Regions from separate parts of the Mus musculus genome. Here regions 1 and 2 are each linked to region 3. A link is a contact called in public Hi-C and Micro-C data. All regions are on one chromosome and are shown on one strand. Each heading gives the region's core, a stretch centred on a gene start, on an enhancer-like site or on the middle of the called end of the contact. The rest is flanking DNA. Distances are from core to core; before and after follow the strand shown. Region 1 has its middle 36 kb from the start of Krr1. Region 2 has its middle 15 kb from the start of Gm30193. Region 3 overlaps Gm30624 (a long non-coding RNA gene).

Evidence for each region. A called contact is a pair of places that touch in the nucleus more often than the background predicts.
Region 1: a Micro-C map of muscle stem cells shows a contact between it and region 3, with 3 times the contacts expected there. The contact joins two enhancer-like sites. A contact is called at or near these places in 1 of 15 datasets of contacts at CTCF or cohesin (pro-B cells), 15 of 484 Hi-C or Micro-C datasets (the 3T3-L1 cell line, the C2C12 cell line, the G1E-ER4 cell line and 8 more) and 4 of 115 datasets of contacts at active chromatin or transcription factors (T-cell acute lymphoblastic leukemia, a colorectal cancer cell line, large pre-B cells and 1 more).
Region 2: a Hi-C map of myocytes shows a contact between it and region 3, with 2.3 times the contacts expected there. The contact joins two enhancer-like sites. A contact is called at or near these places in 1 of 15 datasets of contacts at CTCF or cohesin (the NIH/3T3 cell line), 3 of 484 Hi-C or Micro-C datasets (cerebral cortex, conventional dendritic cells and myocytes) and 2 of 115 datasets of contacts at active chromatin or transcription factors (VIP interneurons and pancreatic cancer cells).

Annotation. Positions count from the first base shown.
Region 1 is chr10:111,934,807-111,938,705 of GRCm38.p6, forward strand. No RefSeq gene overlaps it. Among named protein-coding and RNA genes, the nearest start is that of Krr1, 36 kb to the right of the region's middle. Within about 2 kb of position 2,140, at least 66 of the 459 cell types and tissues checked have an H3K27ac peak or open chromatin away from gene starts, as enhancers often do. A contact at or near this core is called in the C2C12 cell line, muscle stem cells and myocytes, where this site is marked.
Region 2 is chr10:111,556,797-111,560,768 of GRCm38.p6, forward strand. No RefSeq gene overlaps it. Among named protein-coding and RNA genes, the nearest start is that of Gm30193, 15 kb to the right of the region's middle. Within about 2 kb of position 2,110, at least 40 of the 459 cell types and tissues checked have an H3K27ac peak or open chromatin away from gene starts, as enhancers often do. A contact at or near this core is called in myocytes, where this site is marked.
Region 3 is chr10:111,723,335-111,727,598 of GRCm38.p6, forward strand. Gm30624 (a long non-coding RNA gene) reads left to right here. Exons shown (of 6, transcript XR_001779641.2): 3 at 1,829-2,035; 4 at 4,036-4,194. Among named protein-coding and RNA genes, the nearest start is that of Gm30624, 40 kb to the left of the region's middle. Within about 2 kb of position 1,702, at least 38 of the 459 cell types and tissues checked have an H3K27ac peak or open chromatin away from gene starts, as enhancers often do. A contact at or near this core is called in the C2C12 cell line, muscle stem cells and myocytes, where this site is marked.

The sequences.
Region 1 (3,899 bases), core at 890-3,389, 210 kb after region 3:
AAGAAGAAAGAACTAGGGAAGAGGAGGAGGCTGCCATGAGGGGAGATGGACCATGAACATGTGGCAAAGAGTAACAGCCATATCTGGGGTCCACCACTGGGGAGGTAGCAAGGCCAACAGTTAGAAGAGTAGATTAGGAGCTGGGCGTTGGTGGCGCACGCCTTTAATCCCAGCACTCAGGAGGCAGAGGCAGGCAGATTTCTGAGTTCAAGCCCAGCCTGGTCTACATAGTGAGTTCCCGGACAGCCAGGGCTACACAGAGAAACCCTGTCTCAAAAGAAGAAGAAGAAGAAGAAGAAGAAGAAGAAGAAGAAGAAGAAGAAGAAGAAGAAGAAGAAGAAGAAGAAGAAGAAGAAGAAGAAGAAGAAGAAGAAGAAGAAGAAGAAGAAGAAGGAGAAGAAGAAGAGTAGTAGATTAGGGGTGACCCTCAGTAATTGTCAAAGCCAAATAAAATAACCTTAGTCTAAGTCTCATTTATTTGTAAGCTAGTCTGGTTAAACTTAAATTGGTTGCATCCAGAGGTCACTGGGCTTGGCGGCAGGCCCTTTACCCACTAAGCCACCCCTCATCATTCGCTTTTAAAATCACTGTGTTGTTTTTGTTTTCTCCAAAGCCATATTGATTCACTGTGTATTTCTTCATGGTTGCTATGTTACCTTGGCAAATTTCCCAAAGACCAGTGACTAGAGAGTTCTTTAATTCTCTGAGCCTTAGTTTCCTCTGAGCATGAGATTATTATACTGTGGCACACATAAGTTTGTTTTAAGACAAACATTTATCAGGACTTGGGAAAAGGCAGAAGGCCCTGGGTTTGATCTTTAGCTATGCACACATGCACATGCACACACACACACACACACACACACACACACACACACAAATATACACACACAAATATACACATACATAGACACACATATAGATATACACATACTAAGACACTCACATGCACATAGACACACAGAGAGAGACACACAGAGACACACACATGCAGACACACACATGCACCATACACACAAAATTGTGATACCAACACTAGAGTCCCCTGACCTATGGTGCTTTATGTTTGTATTTTATGACTTTTCAGAAGTCCCAGTGATGAAGATCAGTGTGACAGTCCACTCGCATCCAGGAGTTGATTGCAAAGGGACACAATAATTCCCATGGGTTAACCACAGCACTTAGCTTAGACCGTCTCAGTTGAGGCGTATTTTAATCTAGTTCTCAATTTACAGATGGGATTATGTGTAGAATGATCCTGGGACCCATGTTAACCTCCCCAAGCCTTAAATTAGCCACAAGACCGTGTCACAGCCCCACAGATGTTGAATTGGAAGTCCTCCCATGTGCACACACATATTTAGAACACTAGGCATCTCCGCTTGACTGATGAATCGGCAAAAGCCATGCCAAGCTTGTCTGGATGTCTGGAACTCTCTAAACAGCAACTATTCCTCTGCTCCTGAGTTTGCCAGGTTCTGGGTTCAGGACACATCTAAACTTCTTTCTCTGGACCAGTGTCTTGGGTCGTGGCTCTCTCCTATCCTAAGGATTCACTTGGTAGCCATGTGATATGTTGAGCAATGGCTGTAAATGTGGGGGAAGCTCTGGCACAACTAGAAACAGTTTGACAAACCCATTCCTGACTGACCTTTTCTTTCCCTCCAGTTTTGCTATCACTGGCCTGGAAATGAGGTATCTGCTAATCCTGACATCACGGGCTAACTAGCCAGTGAGATCCCGTTCCTAATGGATGTGGAGCCTCTGCTGCAATACCTCTGTCTCTGCCCTGCTAGCCCCACCCAGAAAGCCTCCTGTCTTCCTTTCCACTCTTGCTCTCTTCCTCTTTTGTCACATACTCTTCAGAGTGTCCGCAGATGTCAAGTGGAGAGAAAGACATGTGGCATGAATGCTCTTGTGCTGGCACAGGGATACTTCCTGAAGAAGATAGGGCCCCTCGCCGGGTCGCTGAGCAGGCTGCCCATCTGGATTTGTCACAGCTCGGGGCCTATTCTTGATTTAGATAGCTTGACAACTCTCATACTGGCACGATGCCACCCAGGGTGCCAGTCAACGGGCCATCTAGCCATATCAAGTGCGGCTGTTCAGGGCAGGAATCCTAGCCAGGAATTTCTAAACTGCCATTCGTGAGAGGTTCAGTGCATTTTGGCTGGGGAAAAGCTTCCAAAAATAAACACTAGATACTGTGGCCATTTGTTTGGACTTTTGTAGAAGTGTTATTAGTCATTGGGGGTAAGAAAAGGACGGTGGACACGTCAGCAGGAAATGAAGTCTAATTAATCATTCTGACAGGCAGCAGGGGACTTGAGCCCACTCTTCCCAGAACAACTGTGGGGAATTTAGGAAATGGCTAGAACAGCATTTGGTCTTACCAAAGTCTATTTATTTCTTCAGAAATTGAAAAATCACGGATGAAAGTGAGATAAGTCCATGGGAAATAAACAACATAGGGACCCGAGAAGTGAGGACATGCCTTCTTAGAATTTAGTTCTAAGACGGTCAAGCCGAAGGCCCTTATTTCAATGTTTGGAATGTACTTCCTTTGGATGATATTTACACGTGTGTGTATCAGTGTGTGTGTATCAGTGTGTGTGTGTGTGTGTGTGTGTGTGTGTGTGTGTGTGTGTGTGTGTGTTTGGAATGTGAATTGAGACAGAGACACACAGAGAGAAATAGAAAGACAGACACAGAGACAGAGACAGAGACAGAGGGACAGAGATTGGAAGCTAGACGCTAGGCAAATGCTACATTCTTGCATACTAGGCAAATGCTCTAAGCTGAGCTGTCTACTGCTCTCTCTTTCCACTTTTTATTTTGAGATGAGGTGTCACTAAATTGCCCAGGCTGATCTTAAATTTGTGATTCTCCTGCCTCAGCCCACTGAGAGTAGCTGGGGATGTATAGGCTGATGCTACCAAACCCAGCATGTTCCTAGCCTCTAATTGAGAATTCAGTTCATTGCACTTTCAAGCCTAAGGTTTAAGCAGCTTTGTGAGTTGCTAAAGCCTCATGCTGAGGGCTGCTAGCATGTACCTTTTGCTGAAAAACATCAGTTATTATCCAAACAAATTAGAGGTAACCCCTGCCTTCCCACTGAAAACATCGTTTTTCCTCTCTTCCTGTTTGTGTATATATTATAGAAGGGCAATAACCGTATGATTTTACAAGAATACTATGCAGAATAAGTAAGAAAGTTGTCCAAGAGGCCAAGCCTAATGTCCCAGGGCTATAATTCCAGCTATTGTGGAGGCAGAGGTAGGAGGAATCACAGGGGCAGGGCCTGCCAGAACTACAAAGTACGTTCAAGGCAAAACTGTACAAAATGCAGCAGGCAACTAGTAAGACATCATCTCAAAAAAAAAAAAAAAAAAAAACAAACCTCTTTTTTTTTTTAAAGGACTGAGAGGATAGTTCAGTGGTTGGTGCTTGCTTTCTAAGTGTCACAGGCCTGACTTTCTTCCAGGCTGGGAGGCAGTCAGGAGGGAAGGGAAGAGAAGAGGAGGGGAAAAAAGAAATGGAATTTAGGCAAACATCTTAGTATTAGTCGGTGCTCAATATATATTAGTATCAAGTAGATCCACTAGATTCCCGATTCACACAGATGAAGAGTTTCTTTGTTTGCCCAGCCTAAATATATCTTAGTCTTTCCATGTCCGTTTTTTAACCCTTGTCTCCATGTGGTATGTTGAATTTAATTTTTATTAGCTTGTATTGGGAAATTGTTCCACTTTGGGGCTTTTGAGATACTGACCATGCTAAAAATATAGAGGCAAACAAATATGTGTGTGTATGCGTGTGAATATAAATATGTATATGTAATGTACATGTATATGATGTGTATGTTGCATATGTTGTATGTATATATGTGTGTATATATG
Region 2 (3,972 bases), core at 860-3,359, 170 kb before region 3:
AAAAGAAAGCATTTCACTGGGGTTGGCTTACAGTTTTAGAGGGTTAGTCCGTCATCCCTCATAGCAGGAAGCCTGGCAGCAGAGAGGCAGACATGGTGATGGAGGTAGCTCCAAGTTCTGGATCTGGACCTGCAGGCAGCAGGAAGAGAAGGGCAGAGGGCCTGCCTTGGGCCTTTAAAACTTCAAAGCCCACCCCCAACCCTGACCCTTGTGACACATTACTTCCAGCAGGGCCACACCTCCTAAACCGTTTAAATAGCCATTCCCTCAGCACTCACATCTACACATTCATATTCAACATGCTGCTGTCTCCTAGGTGGGATGACTCTTATGGAGAAAAATGCCCATGCTTATCGTTTATATATATATATATATATATATATATATAAAAGAATATATAAGAAAGGAGAACTAATAGGTAAAGTTGACATCAAAATATCTCATGGATAATGGTAAACCAGGTGTATTATCATTGGAGAGATGGCTCAGCAGACAAGAATACTTGCTGCTCTTTCAGAGGATCTGAGTTTGATTCCCAGCATCCACATCAGGGAGCTCATGACCGTCTGTGACGCTACCTCCAGGACCTCAGATACCTCTGACTTCCATACAACTCTCACAGACACATTCCCACGGGAATACATATACAGGTACTCATAATTTAAAATAGTAAATATTAATATCTACAAAATAAACACAATATGTTATTTTCTCGATCCCTTCTTCTCTCTTTTTAAAAATGCTTTATTTATCCTTATTTTACGTGCATTGGTGTTTTGCCTGCACGCACATCTGTGTGAAGGGGTCAAATCCCTTGGAGCTGGATTACAGACCGTCGTGAGCTGCCATGTGGGTGCTGGTGATTAAACTTGGGTCCTCTGGAAGAGCAGCCAGTGCTCTTAACCACTTAGCCACATCTCCTGCCCCGCTTCCTTCTTTCTAGAGATGGGACCACTGAGACTCACAGAGGTTAAGAAACATAGTAAGCAAAGTATTAAAACCTAGGCGAGTCTCTGTGTTCTTTCTAATACTGTGAAATGCACGTGAAGCTCGAGGCCGTGCACTAGGGTTAACTTGCACTATGTAGAAGAGCTAGCTTGGTGGTAGGTCATGTCCACGGTAAATCGTCCTGTGCTGTTCCAAGCAATAGTTCTATGGGAGCACAGTCAGAGCCGCCATGTTGGCGCCCTTCCTGTGGGCCGGTTACTGGACGTGGGTTTCATATTCCTCTTCTCCTTGCAAGAAGCTCAGGAGCTGAGCAATCTCAAGGGCGGGCAGGCTGTTGGGAGAAGGTGGTAAATTAAGCTGAGGTCTTTCCTGTTTCCTGCTGGGCATCATGGAGCTGGGGGAGCTCTGTTGCTCTGTCTCTGTTCTGGATGCTGGGGGGGGGGGGGCTGCGCATGCGCAGGGGCGGGGGAGGGCAGGGGGATAACAGACCGCAAGCATCAGGCTCTGGATCTTTCTTCCTCTAGAAACAAATGAGTTAAGAATGCAGATACAGTTCATTGACAGTCAATGCGGTCCATGGGGCCGGGTGGGACTGTGGTTTTCTTGCAGGCCCACATCTCACCCTGTTACCTATTTCCTCACAGTAGTCAGTCAGAGTATTGGTTAATATTTGTTGAGCTGTTGCTAAGCACTGGACACTAGCCCAGTACCTGTGCACGCATTCACTTACTTAATGTACATAACTCCTTTTGGAGGGTGCAGCCGAAGCAGAAACTTTACATCTGTTTGCTCAATGGCTCACAATTAGCAGACTTCTATTCAAACTAAGGGATGTCTTCTTCTTTTTTTTTTTTTCCAGAGGCAATTGCTGGGTAAAGAGGGCAGCAGCTGTCTGTATCACACCATAAATTTTCATGGTGTTTTGTTTATGCCCCAGCACCCACACAGATACAGTAAGGACTGAGCAATACTCGTTACTCCGTAGACCCTCCCAAAGGTAACTTATTTAAGGCTACTTGGTAGTGTCTTCCTCTCAAGGTATGGCCTGAGTGTTGTCTAGCCGACTTGGAAGGAGGCCAGGATTCCTCACATTCTGTGTCTGACCTCTACATGGTCCCTTTGGTTTCGCTAGTGTCTATTTTTATGGTGGTTCACATTTCCATTCACAACGGAACACACATCCCTAGCTTTCTACTGACAGGTTGTTTTTAACAGCTGTCTCCCGCCTCTTGCTCATGCAAATAAAGATTCGTTTTTTTCACACAGGGCACTTGCCAGACAAAGTGCCCCCCACCCTCACCCCACAATGCATCTGTGCTATGATGATCCTTAGTAGAGAGGGCAGGTTTGTTTGTTTGTTTTTATCTTCAAAAGGAACATATTTTGACAAGCTTAGTTAATCTCTGAGCTCACCCTGTCTCCTTGAAGGGATGAGTCCTTGAATTTGGTCACACTTCATTAAAGGGCCCCTTGGCATAGGCCAGCGGTTCTCAATCTGTGGGTTGGGACCCCTTTGGCAAACCTCTATCTTCCCAAATATTTGCATTATGATTCATAACAGTAGCGGAATTACGGTTGTGAAGTAGCAGTGAAATAATTTTATGGCCGGGGTCACTCGGAGCAGCAGGAGGAACTGTATTAAAGGGTCGTGGCATCAGAAAGGTTGAGAACCACTGGCTTAGCCGATTCCTGCCTTCCATCTGTGGCTTTGTACTTGGCAGGAACCAGGTGTGTCCAGCAAACATACCTGCCTTAGAGGCCTGTGCCCTCTGAAGTGCCGCCCCGGAATGACACTTCAAAGAGACCACACTGCAGCTGTCACCTGGCTATCTAGGGGAGGTGAGAGAGTTAATAGGCAACCATGAACCCCCCCACCCCCACCCCCCCCCTCCCGGCCCTCCCACCTCCAACGGACACCTGGGACTCCTGGAACCTTTTTCTCTGCTATAGAGAAATTGAACGCTCAGTATTGTTCCTAATTTGCCCCAGCGGGAGTTCTGAGCCTCAAGTCTTTAGATAAGGAGCAACGTACATATCTCTCTAACAATAAAAGGAATAAAAGTACCTTGGCTTTCTTCTTTGAATAAGAATTATTGAGTATTTGCAACTACTCTTAGCAGGAGTTTAATTATGGGACTTTTTTTTTTTTTTTTAAAGTAGAGTCTTTTTAACGTGTGAGCCTTTTTCTGAGCATTACAATGGTTCACATGCAAATTAGCCAATTCCCCTCCTGGCTGTGTTTGGGATGCACTCAATTACTGTTTTACATTGTCCTTGGGCATCCGGCACTCTGGGTACGGGGTGGGAAATTAAAGTCTATTTATAAGTTGCTGCCATATGGATGTAGATTAGATCTCAGAGAGGACTTCCTGGTTATGATGTTATTAAGTGAGTTGCTGGCGGAGTTATTTTGAAGACTTCCTGCCAGTTCTATCGTGCCCTTGTCCGTATAAAAACCAAGCCACCATCCACTTCTCATAGAGCAAGCTGAGTGTCCAGCTTCCCCGGAGATAATAAAACATCAAAGCCAAGAGAAAGAGGTTTGAAGTGAGTGGCCAGGGAAACCCAGGTTCTGAGAGATTCTCCTTGAGGAGCCTGGACCCTTTGAAGCCCAGGGCAGCAGGCCATTGTGCCTCCGCTCATTGACAGGACATGAGTTTTGTCTGGAGTAGCGTTCTCTGCTCTCCTGTTCCTCTCAGCTTTCCTTATTATGTGTGTATGTGTGTACAGGTGTGTGCACACGTGTTCATGTGTGTGCTGATGCATGCACGTGTATCCTCCTTCAGGTTTCTCCCACCTTTTGGGTTTTCTTCAGATAGGATCATTCATTGGCCAAGGGTTTGCCTAGCAGGCTAGCAAGATGGGCGAGGCAGCCAGCCCCAGAGATCTGCAGACCTCTGTCTTCCCGGTGCCGAGAAGACAAGCGGGTGCCATCACTTGGGCTCTGAAGATGGAACTCAGAGCCTTCTGCTTGAAGGGAAAGTGCTTTTACTAAACAGAGTGGCATTTGCAGCCCCGGGTGTG
Region 3 (4,264 bases), core at 452-2,951:
TTGCTTCTGGGTCTTGCTACAGCTAAATTCACCATTTTTACAGCTCCCTCCCTACCCCTGTTGCTTTATTATTCTTGCTTTGCCTTCTTCTCCCTCTCCCCCTCTCTTTCCCCTTCTCTCTCTTCCTTCCCCCTCCCCTCTCTCTTTCTTCTGTGTATCCATGTACAGAAAGGTGAGAGGACAATGTTTTCCACCACTCATGGGAAAACCATCTACCTCCCTTGAGATCACATTTCTTATTAGCTTAAGGCTCCCTAATCAGGTTAGACTTGTTGGCCAGAGAGCCCCAGTGATCTTTTATCTCCGCCTTCTCACTCCTGGGTTTACAAGCTCATGCTATTACACTTCACACTTTTCTGTGGGCTCCAGAGATTGATCATGCTTGCAAGGCACAAATGCTGTATGGTTGGGGTTGCCTTCCTAGTGCTTATGTCTGCCTTTTAAACTCCTATTCCCCCAAATCTCTGTGCCAGACAATCTGGAACCATGTGGGATTGATTGGGACTGATGGGATCTTAGTCTCAGGCTCATGTCTCCTGCTTCTTCCCCAAGGGCCAGCTGAAACGCAAAGACCCAGCCCAAGCCTCTCTCCAGATTTAATGGTTTCTAGAAACATTCGATTGTGCCCAGCCTCCTGAATCTAGTCTTTCTTCCATACTTCACAGTTCCCCAAATGGTGTGTTCTGTCATTATTATGTACATCCAATCAAACCCCTTGTTAGCATTTTGTCTAAGCTCTGCCCCATGGTTACCTAGCAACAGCCAGGTGTGCCTGACTCACTATAAAAGGGGCTGCTTGCCTCCTTCACTTTCTCTTGCTCTCTTGCTTTCTTGCTCTGGTTCTGTCTTCTCATCACTTCCCCCTCTCTCTCCATATGCTCACAGCTGGCCTCCTCTCCCTCTTCCTCTCCTTCTCCTCTCCAGTGCCTTTCTCTGTCTACTCCCCTCTCAACTCCCCTCCCCATGCCCTGAATAAATTCTATTCTATACTATACCATGTGTGGCTGGTCCCTCAGTGGGAAGGGATGCCTCAGTATGGGCCCTTGGAGGCACACCCTTCCCCCGACACCTGACTGCACATCCATCAAACATTCTCTTTCTCCTTATCTTTTTAAAAACACAATACTCCTCTATCCCTTACAGATCTAAATCTCAAAATATTTATCTAGGTATCATACTAACTACCAATCTACAAGATCTTGATGGGTAGAGATGGGTAGAGATCTTGGATTTTCCTTTAGAAGGTCCTTTAGAAGAACACATGTGCTTCTGTAAATGCCCTGAAAAATGCCAGGTTAGGATTGCCAGCAACCATGATAAATGCTTTAGGGGTGGTATCTTGGCATGGTTGAACCTTGAAAGAGCTGGGATTCTGATAAATGTGTTCCCTTTGTTTTCTCTGGGCAGTTAAAAACAGTGCTAGCTGCGGGCAAAGTCAGAAGCTCTGTTGATTTGTGGCTCTGCTTTTTTTTTTTTTTTCCCCAAGGACTCTTTGCCCTACCCACTGAGGACATACTTCCTGTGTCCCCATGCTTTCTAAGTTGAACAACTGTTCTGTGCTTTGTTCCCTTGCTGTGGTTGCTGTTTGTGGCACGTCTAAAAGGGATGTAAAACCCTGAAGCTCTCAGCTGTAATAATATACCCGTTGACCCCACCTACATGGTTGAGACCTCTGCTGCCCCTCTCCAGACAGATGTCTGAGTGGGGAATCTGGCCTGAACACCAAAAGTTGTCATAGAAGTCACTGTGAGTGACTTCCTCTGACTATATATGGATGGCTGGAAGTGGTGTTATGAAACTAATCCTATAATCCTTTTCTTCCTAACAGAAGAGCAGTGGAATGCTGTGGGCCGGAGAAACTCAGGCAGCTGGCAGTTTGACTCTTAAGCACCAGCATGGTAGACACCAGCCTCCCCTCTCAGTCCTGCGGGCCGTGAAGTGGTGATAATAACACACTCTGAGCAGCTGGAGATTTCTCTGGAGCCAGACTACAGGGGAGACCATGAAGAAGAAAATACAGATGAAACAGGAAGAGGTAAAAGCCTAGAGTTAGAAAAACTTCTGAAAATATAGTAGTCGGATATGATATGTTAACAGAAGTTATTGTAGCTATCTGGTCTACCTCAAAAGAAGCTGTATATATAGCAACGGAGATGATTATCGTCTTGTTCTATCGTAATAAACTTGTGACATTCCTTGTCTTCCTGGATTCCCCATGCCCCACACTTTCCTTTCCCCTGGATGGCTTTCACCACTAACAGACTCCTGCAGGCAACACGTCACTGGCTCTGTCATTACTAAAAATTTCTGTTCTATTCAAGACTAGGGACTATGTTTTGTTCATCAGGGTGGCCACAAATAGCATAAAGTAACTTTTTTATGTCTTTCTTAGCCTAAGACTGATTTATGTATTGGTAAAAGTGCTTACTTGGGATAGGGACTTGGATCATTCAGTGAAGTGTTTGTATTGCAGGCACCAGTAGGGTGAGTTCAATATTCAGAATCCATTGGTTAATAATAATAATAATAATAATAATAATAATAATAATAATAATAAAAAGCTGGGAGAGCTAGTGAAGTCATGAATCTTAGAAGAGACCTTACAACTGCCACTGCACTGAACCAGCAGAATCCTTAACTACATTCTAAATATTTGTCCTTATACCCATAGATGAATAGTTCTTTGCTCTCACCAAGGAAACGTCTCTTTGCAAAAGACAGAGACCATTACAGAAAACTACAAGCAACCAAGATACCCAGTTATTGAGCCCAGACCCAATGAATACTTCTGCACAGGCTGGAGGAACATTGCAGAAGAGAGGGCAGGAAGACTGTAAAAGCCAGAGGGTCAGGCAGTTTGCTCTGAGATTGTGTCCTTCAGTCATGACAGAAGTATCACCCAGAATCACACAAGCATGTCTTCCTAAATATAAGCTCAATAAGGACAACAATAATATGTATGCCAAAGTGGATGGGGAAAGACCATGAGGTCTTTACATAAAGAACTATAGACTAAGGAATGCTGAGAGTGGAAGAGTCTTCCCCAGGGAAGATCACACAATGATTATTCAAAACTAAACTGGTCAGCCCTGAAAACTTATACATAAAAATATAGTCTACAGACTGAGCAGGCTGTATTTATGTATTTAGGATATGTATGTATGTAATATATTATATAAATATATATGTGTAGCATATATAATATATACCTTCCTAAATACATAAGGAGAGAGAGAGAGGGAGGGAGAGAGAGAGAGAGAGAGAGAGAGAGAGAGAGAGAGAGAGAGAGAGAGAGAGAGAGAGAAGAGGCCATGGATTTGAAAGAAAGCAGAAGGGGTGTACAGAAGGGTTTGGAGTGAGGAAAGGGAAGGGGGAATTAAGTGATTATATTATAATCCCATAAATAAAGAATTACAAGTAAATTTGGTTGTGGTGATGCATGCTTGTAATCTCAGCTCTGGAAAGGTCAAAACAAGTGTAGCCCTGAGGTTCACTTGCTAGTCAGCCTAGGCTAGTGGGGGAACTCCAAGTAGATGAAAGATCAGGTCTCAAAAAACCAAGGGAAACTGCTCCTGATACAAGACACTGAGGTTGTCTCTGTCTCTGTCTCTGTCTCTGTCTCTGTCTCTGTCTCTGTCTGTCTGTCTGTCTGTCTCTGTCTCTCTCTGTCCCTCTCTCTGTCTGTCTCTGTCTCTGTCACACACACACACACACACACACACACACACACACACACACACACACATTGAAGCACCAAACCTGATTATTTTATTAGTGCATAATATATAGGAAGGCTATCAACACAAAATCACTTAGGTTGAACATCCATTTACATGGAAGAGGATTCTTGAAAGTGAGGCCGGGCTGTTACTCTTTGCTGTGGAGACTGAGTGTGCCCCACGTACTCCTTTATGAATGAGTATTGCTAACATGAGCACCGCCATCCCAAGGGTGCCAGTGCCTCAGACCCATGGGAATGCCGATAGTGTGTGTAGAAAGTACTAACCACAGCTTTCTCTTCTCTGATGGCTGCAGCTGAGAATGCTCCCCTATGGAGATGAGCTAGCCCGTTTCCCCTGTCAGCTGGAATAAGAGCGTGTTTCCAGGATGCTGTATACCGCCATCAGAGCTTATGACCCACCTGATTGCAGTATGAGTGCCTGCGGCTTCTTCCTTCCCCATGGCCCCAGACAGGTCAGTCTCAAGTCCCTGCATGTCATGACACGTTTCAAAACTTTCCCCCTTATTTTCAAAATGTGTATTC